Linked DNA regions of Columba livia: region 2 is linked to region 1. The links are chromatin contacts, called in public Hi-C maps. All regions are on one chromosome and are shown on one strand. Each heading gives the region's core, a stretch centred on a gene start, on an enhancer-like site or on the middle of the called end of the contact. The rest is flanking DNA. Distances are from core to core; before and after follow the strand shown. Region 1 holds the start of GREB1L (GREB1 like retinoic acid receptor coactivator). Region 2 overlaps GREB1L (GREB1 like retinoic acid receptor coactivator).

Region 1 (3,776 bases), core at 138-2,637:
ACATAATTCTGTGAGAAGTTTTAAGAGTCACCAATGCAAAGAAAGCCACATGAAATCACGTAAAAAAAAGGTCATATCTTCAGGGTAATTAAAACAATCACACTGACAGCCACAGACACGGGAAATATTTTTTCCACCATAACTTAAAGGTCTCCTGCACTTCAAACACATCTAACCATCGATAATTCTTAAGTTTCAGAATATGGATGCAGTCTTTGGGCCTAAACAAACAGCAACCCTTGACGCACCCACTGGGATGGCCGAAATCATATGGTTTAAACCAAGTTTTCACGTTTCGGAGATTTCAGGAAAGCCGAGGGCAGGGCTGAACCCCGGCGGTCCCTCACCGCTGCCCAGGGCCGCGGGGCGCCCTTCATAAACCTGTCAGCCGCCTCGGAGAGCCGGCGCTCGGTTCATCGGACCCGGTTTTCTCCTCTCTACCTTGACTTCCCGACAGCAAACAAGTCCTGTCGATCGCTCGTCACCACGGAAAAAGGAATCACCCGAAGGCCGCCAGTGACAGGGCCCGCGACGGCAGCGCCTGCCCTCAGCGCGACCGTTACTGCCCGTTGGGCTGCCGCGTCTCCAGGGGACACCGCCGCCCCTCCGCCACGGGCAGAGCGACCCCCCGGGAACAGCATCCAGCGCCTCCCCTCCTCCAAAGCTGCACAGGTCCAGAAACACCTTCCGAACAACCCCCCCAGGCCGCCCACCCCCAGCGCTCCCCACCTCTGGCGAAGCCTCCCCGGGCGCGGAGGGCGAGGCAGCCGAGCCCCCTACCGGCGGCCGATCTCATGGCAGCGCGGGGCGGTGAGCAGAGCCACCTGCACCCCCCGCGCCCACCCCGCCCGCCTCCCCCTCGCTCCCCGGGGCTTTGCTGCCTCTCGGCCGCCTGCCCGCAGGGGCAGCTTTACTCCGGCAGCCGCCCGGCCAGGGCGCTCCCGCCCCCACCTTGCCCCGTCCGCGCGGGGTCATTTCCCACCCCGGTCCAAAACGACGGTAACAAAGGGCTGGAGCCCACCCGGGGGAGAGCACCGGCAGCCCGCCAGTGACACCGGCCGCAGCTCCCCGCCGCCCCTGGTGCTGCGCTCCGCGGGGTGACTGGCACCGAGCGGGGCCCCGCTGCCACCAGCCCGACCCGCTACCTTTGTGCCCTCCCCAGAAACCGGCGAGAAAGCGAAGTAAAGCCCCGCGTCCCCCACCGCTTCCCTTACCTTGCTGGGCAGAGAGGAGAAGTTGAAACGCTCTCCTTCCACCCCTCCCTCACTTTTTTTTTTTTTTAATTTACTGAATTTTCCTCCCCCTTCCTCCTCTCATACCGAGCAACTACACTCAGCGGTCCCGCCCGGTGCCCCCGTCTCCCTCCGGGTCTCGGTCTCTCTCCGGCGGGAGGAGGGGAGGGGAGGAGAATGGGGCGGACCCGCAGGTGCCGCCCCTCCTGCTCTGACAGCGGGGAGGGAGAGGGACCGGGCAGGGGGCGGTGAGCGAGGGACCGGGCGGTGGCGGCGGGGGAGCAGCGCTCAGGTGAGGGGGTGTCCAGCGGGCGGCAGGGCTGAGGAACGGCCTCTCCGTCCCGGGCCAGGCCCCAGGGCGACGGGGTTGGGAAGGGGGGCGGGCGCGCCGTGCCAGGGACTGAGGTGATGGGTCAGGAACGGGCGCTGGGATGGACGCGGGTTAGTGGAGGAGGGAGGCAGGCAGGGCAGTGAGAGCTGGGACATGGCGGCCGAGGCTCGGTGAGGAGAGAGGGAGCTGGGGTGCTTCCAGTCGGGGAGGGAAGGGTTGAGGCCCTGCGCGGAGCGGAACCGAGAGGGGAGCGGAGAGGCGTCAAAACCCTGTGAGGAATCCAGCGTGGCTCACTGTGAGATGGCCCTGCGGTGCGGGCTCGGCAGCGCTACGGTCAGAGTTTAGAGTTGGGAAGGGCCACCTCGTTTTGTTTTGGGTTTAGTTAGCCCAGGAGCGGTAGGTTAGAAGCTGAAGGAGCTTAGTGTGGCAGGAGGACACTGGAGGTGGACTACAGAAGGGTGCTGTGTGTGAACTTGTGTCGGAGGTTAAATTGAACAGGGCTCAAGGCAAGGAAGGTGGGCATGAAGGGATACGAGTACGTTGGAGGGGATGGAAATGGAAGGATCTGGAACATTTTAAGCTGTAAATGGAGCCCGAGTCTGTGCGGGGAAGCAGCAGGTTTGGGTTGTTATTGTCTGTAAAGACTCAAGTCAGACTTAGCAGGAGCATAGGACGGGGACTAGAAATAGAGGAGGGTGCTCCAAGGGAAAATATCCATTGAACTGGGGAAAAATGATTATGCATTTTCTTCCTTTCACCTTTGATTCAGCTACCATATGAGCTATCTTCTCTCCTTTTCACTTTTTGCTTTTCAAAGAGCATATTTCTTGAGAGCCTTTTCAAAACCCTTTTTCTTCTCTTGGAACCAAAGGGCTCAATCTTAGGCAGTGTTCTGTCTCTTTGCTTCAGCAGCTGAGAAAAACGTGACAGTGACCAAAAAAAAGTGGTAGTGTTGTTAGTTTTCTTTTACAGGAGCCTGCTGCTGTATGATGTTGAGAAAGATGTCCAGTACTTTTCTCACATCCTTTTATTTTGTATTTGCTAGTTAAAATACTAAGTTCCAGCATCCTACTGAGTTTTCTCATTACCACAGATAATGAGATTTTCCATCAAAAAATGAGAAGGAAAAAACTGTCCCTACCTTCTGGAGAAAATGGAGATGGCCCAGCGATGGTGTGGCACTGCAGTACTGCTGCTCAGTCCAGAAATGAGAAACAGAGGTCAGTCTAATAGACAATGTAGATGGCATTGTACATTCAACGAAGTTAGCCTTTTTCTGCATTAACCCCACTCTTTCTGATAGGCACTAAGAAGGTTTTCACTATTCTTTATGTTTTGGTTTACTGTAATTTGAGCAATGCTTTTTTATGACATGCCGATTTGCACTTTATTTCATTGAATGGGATGCAAAAGTGTAGTAATGGTCCATATATCTGTGTACATAAGTTAGAGACCAAAGGCTGGGGGATATTGCTATGCAGTCTTCGTAGCAAACTTGCTAGGAAAGAATCTTCAAGCCATCTCAGACAATGCAGCACATATATACAAAATGTATATACATCACTGCCTTTGATGCATCCATATGAATTTATATTTCTGGATAAATGCTTTTTTCCTACCAACTTCTTTGGTCAGAAATACCAAAAGAAGTTGGTTTCTTACCAACTTCTTTGGCACTTCTTTGTAGTACTTTGGTACTTCTTAGCTCATGGCTACCGACATGAGCTCCAGAACTTTCTTTTCTATATATTCTTACATCACAGTTGTTCTCAAAACCCAGGTACCTCCCAAATAAAGCTTTGCAACTAGTTTGTTCATTGACTGCTTTGATTCTGACATTATGTAGTTTTTATATGAATAGCTAAATCAGTTGGCTTTGACAGGACTATTCACATACTTAAATTGCTTAGAGCTGGGCTTCAGCAGTGGATTACCTGAAGACATGCTACCTCCATTAGCCTGTCTTGGTGTCTGTGTATGTATAAAGTTGCTAATATTATGATCCTTAACAAAAGATAGCTAAAGATTTAGCAGAGGCGGAATGTAAAATACTTCACCAAGTCAGATCAGGCTTTAGGATCAAGTGCTAAAGCTTTGCCACTTTGCCTGTTCTAAGCTGGACACTTAATTTTTCTGGCAACTTAGAAGTAGATAGCTGGAAAAGAGTTCAGGCTGCCATTCTAATACGTCCACTTGTATGCTGTATATGTCAA
Region 2 (3,595 bases), core at 444-2,943, 55 kb before region 1:
CAGTGAATTTGTGCTGAGGGAACATTTGTTTAAATGATATAATTTAAACCTACCCCTTTTAATGACTAGTATCAAACACATTTTTAGCAATAAGTCCAAAATAATTTTCCCTTTGTAAATAATCAGTGGTTAGGTTGTGCAGGATGCATTTTTCAGTCCTCTGCACTTCAAGATACATTACCAATAGAAGGAAAACGGAGATTTCATGGGTCACAAACTTCAGGGTTACAAGGACCTTCCATGCTGTTGTCAGCCTAGTAAAACTCAATCAATATACTCTTGCTCTATACATCCACTGTTAAAAACCCTGCACCTGAATTTCTACATGATTTTTCTGGAGAAGGAGCACCAACTCAGCAACATTACTGACATTCTTTGAAGATAAAGTAATACCCCAATATTTAATTAGCATTTTAAAAATACAAACACATGGATATACAAATGAAATATATGCCCCCTCCAGACATCACAGATAAATCCTACAGCTTTAACACTGCAGAATGGCACAAAGTGAGGGCACTGAAACATGCCTGTGTACTTCAGTTTTTCTAAAGCTTGCTCCTGCTCTTAAGACCCAACCCTATACATCACATATCAGGGATACAACTCTTACCAATCTAAATTCTTCAGACTTTCATAGACGGACTTGTTCTTGAGGTAAATAAAAATAAATTCAATATTATCTATTTTTTGCATGGAAAAGGCCCATTTATTTCCAAAGTCCTTTTCAGATTTTTGTTTTATCACCAATTCAGTACCTTCCTTTCTAAAACAGAAACAGATAAAGAACATTTCATGAAGAGATAAAAATATGCAGAACCTGTCACTGTAGGTTGAGTCTTAATTAGACTAGTTTGAAGCTTTAAAAACATTGACATTGTGCTTGTTTTTGTGCAAGCCAAATACTGGTCCTAACAAAACTGCAGGGTTAATCTGAAAAAAAGAATACCCTAATCAGTCTATTAGCCCTCACTCAAATCCACAAAGATACTTAAATAAGAGGTTGTGGATATAAGAAGGAATGGCATCTTACTCAGCATCTGACATTCTCCCCAACTTAACTCCTCAGAGTCTGAAATTCTCCTCTGCTTTCAAAAAAAAAAAAAAGAGTACAAGATGTTTTCAACATATATTCTCTTTTGATTATATATATCCTTTTTGTACTAAAAAAACCCTTTGCTTTTGCAAAATCTGTAATGCAGTGTTCACTTGACTATGTCCTCCACTGGCTTAAAATGATAAGACTGCATTGACGGTGGTTTTAAACTTGCATCTACTTCTGTATGCTTGCAAAATTTTACTATTCCAACTGCAGCCTCATTAGCAAAACACTTCAACTTCTTTATGTGTGCCAACATTGGTTATTTTAATAGAAAGAACTCTGCCAAAGGAAGGCAGAGGTTTGCCTTTTCTTACCACATCCAGTAGTACCATGAACAAATTTTGTGTATTATTTATTGTAATAAATAAGTTTTAAGTATTTGTGTAGCCATCTATTTTTCTGTATTTATTTTCAAATTCTGAGAAAACCCCGAATGCACATTCTGATCTAATGGATTTGCTACTTCTATTTCAAACAAAATGAACATCAGCACAGCCAGGTAAAGTGACTTTAGGAACTGAAGTCAGAGCAGAGCAGAGTAAAATTCCACAAAACTGCAAACAGATTTAAAAAAAAAAGGCTGGAAAAACAAAACCAAACCAAGAAATACCCTGTGGATTCATTAGCAACCAGGGTGGCAGGCCTTCCTCTAATTCCCTTATAAAAGCCCATGACTACCTGCAGAGCCTGGGAGTGCAAATCACATTAGTGGAGCCACCAGATGACCAAAGAAAGCACTGGAGGCCTGGTGAAACCGGTAAACAAAAGGCAGCATTCCAGCTGAATGCCGCTGCTAGAGTCAGCATTGTAAGATGCTTGGATCTGATAACCCAAAAAGCAGATTAGCTGCAGGCAACAGAAAAGTAAAACGAGAAACAAAGGGGTCATTTTGACACATGAAGAAATCATTTCTATTAAGCCATCTTGAGTTTACTGTGTAGTTATAAAAACTGCTCCTACTTGAAGTGACATTTGAAGCAATGAAGCTGTGACAGTGAGATGACTTGAACAAGGTCCTGAAATAACGCATTCCTGAACGCAATGCAATTTAAAAAGGAAAAACAGCCTCTTTGACTTTGAATCCTTGAGACTTTTTAAAGGCTTAATAATGATTTTCAAATCTGTTAACACAGATTTCAGTTCGAAGACTTAACACGTATTGCTAGGCTTGACAAACAGAAGACTCATTAGTTTTATCTGTATTTAAAAGTCTCCTGAAGAGAATGCACAGACTGCAAATATTCTCATGTAACTACATGAGAAGGTCGCTTTCTCTCCCTGGTCCCCATCTCCTCTCACGCATGTCTCATTCCCTCACTCTCACCAGAGGAAGGAGATGCATTGTATTACTTACCTGAAGCTTAAGAAAGGATTTTTATCCTGAAACGGGTCTGGGTCATACTGTAATCGTGAGGACCAAACTGCAAAATTGAGATACAGAAGTTCATAGGAATATGTAGGCACTAGGGAAAGAAAGGTCAAAATCTGAGCTAAAACTAGAAAATTTCCCACAATTTTGTCTTATACAATAAAGAATTCTATATGCTCAAAGCCAAAACAGGTCTTTTTCTTTCTTCACAAGACAGTAAACTGCCCTGCTATGAAATATGCATAGGCTAGAAGAAATTTCTGAGGAATGCTGTGGCACACAGAGAATATTTCAGCTTGCTGGCTGTGCTCTGTGCATCTCCCATTGCTAGCACAAAGTACAGAAACCTGACACACAATGAGGAAACAGGCCTTCCTTTAACACAACAACATTCCTTACCGGTTTGCTTTTTTTTATGTATACGTATAGCAACTAAACCTGTTAACTTCAGTAGGGATGGGATTTCACAAACATATGCATCCACAGCTAACTGATTATTCGCAGTGACAAGGGCAGAGAAAATACTCCCAGAAAAACAGCTCAGCCAAGCCTAAGAGGGACAGCATAAAAACCCAACCAAATATATGGTATGCATTGGCATGGAGATCCTGCTATCAAGGTTCAGTGAAAGGCTCACCATAAAAATCTTCTGCAAATGCATTCTGCTACCTGGTGACTTTGCAAAAATCCAGAGGCACTAAACATATCTGAAAGGGGAGAGAGAATGCAGACATGTAGTTATACCATGTGCACATCCTCTAAGGAGACCTGACATCAGGAAAAACACAGCTTGGAGAAGGTTGAGGGGGGACCTCATCACAGGCTACACCTTCTGCAAGGGGGTAAAAGCAGAAGGGGAGGTGCTGATCTCTGCTCTCTGGTGACCAGAGATGGAATACAAGGAAATGGAATGAAGCTGCATCAGAGGATGTTCAGACTGGACATTAGGAAAAGATTCTTCACTGAGAGGGTGGCTGATCACTGGAGCAGGTTCCCCATGGAAATGGTCACAGCACCAAGCCTGTCAGAGTTCAAGAAGTGTCTGGACAATGCTCTTAGTCATATGGTTTAGCTTTAGGTGGTCCTGTGAGGTGCAGGGAGTTGGACTCGATGATCCTTATGGA

The links. A called contact is a pair of places that touch in the nucleus more often than the background predicts.
Region 2: a Hi-C map of liver shows a contact between it and region 1, with 1.9 times the contacts expected there. The contact joins the enhancer-like site here to the promoter of GREB1L in region 1. A contact is called at or near these places in 2 of 2 Hi-C or Micro-C datasets (crop and liver).

The regions. Positions count from the first base shown.
Region 1 is chr2:112,552,971-112,556,746 of bColLiv1.pat.W.v2, reverse strand. It overlaps GREB1L (GREB1 like retinoic acid receptor coactivator), which reads right to left and starts at 1,387. Exons shown (of 34, transcript XM_065053298.1): 1 at 1,320-1,387. It overlaps LOC102093648 (a long non-coding RNA gene), which reads left to right and starts at 1,400. Exons shown (of 7, transcript XR_010470495.1): 1 at 1,400-1,524; 2 at 2,657-2,783.
Region 2 is chr2:112,608,544-112,612,138 of bColLiv1.pat.W.v2, reverse strand. All of the region lies in intron 1 of GREB1L (GREB1 like retinoic acid receptor coactivator), which reads right to left. Among named protein-coding and RNA genes, the nearest start is that of GREB1L, 55 kb to the right of the region's middle. Within about 2 kb of position 1,693, at least 1 of the 3 cell types and tissues checked has an H3K27ac peak away from gene starts, as active enhancers do.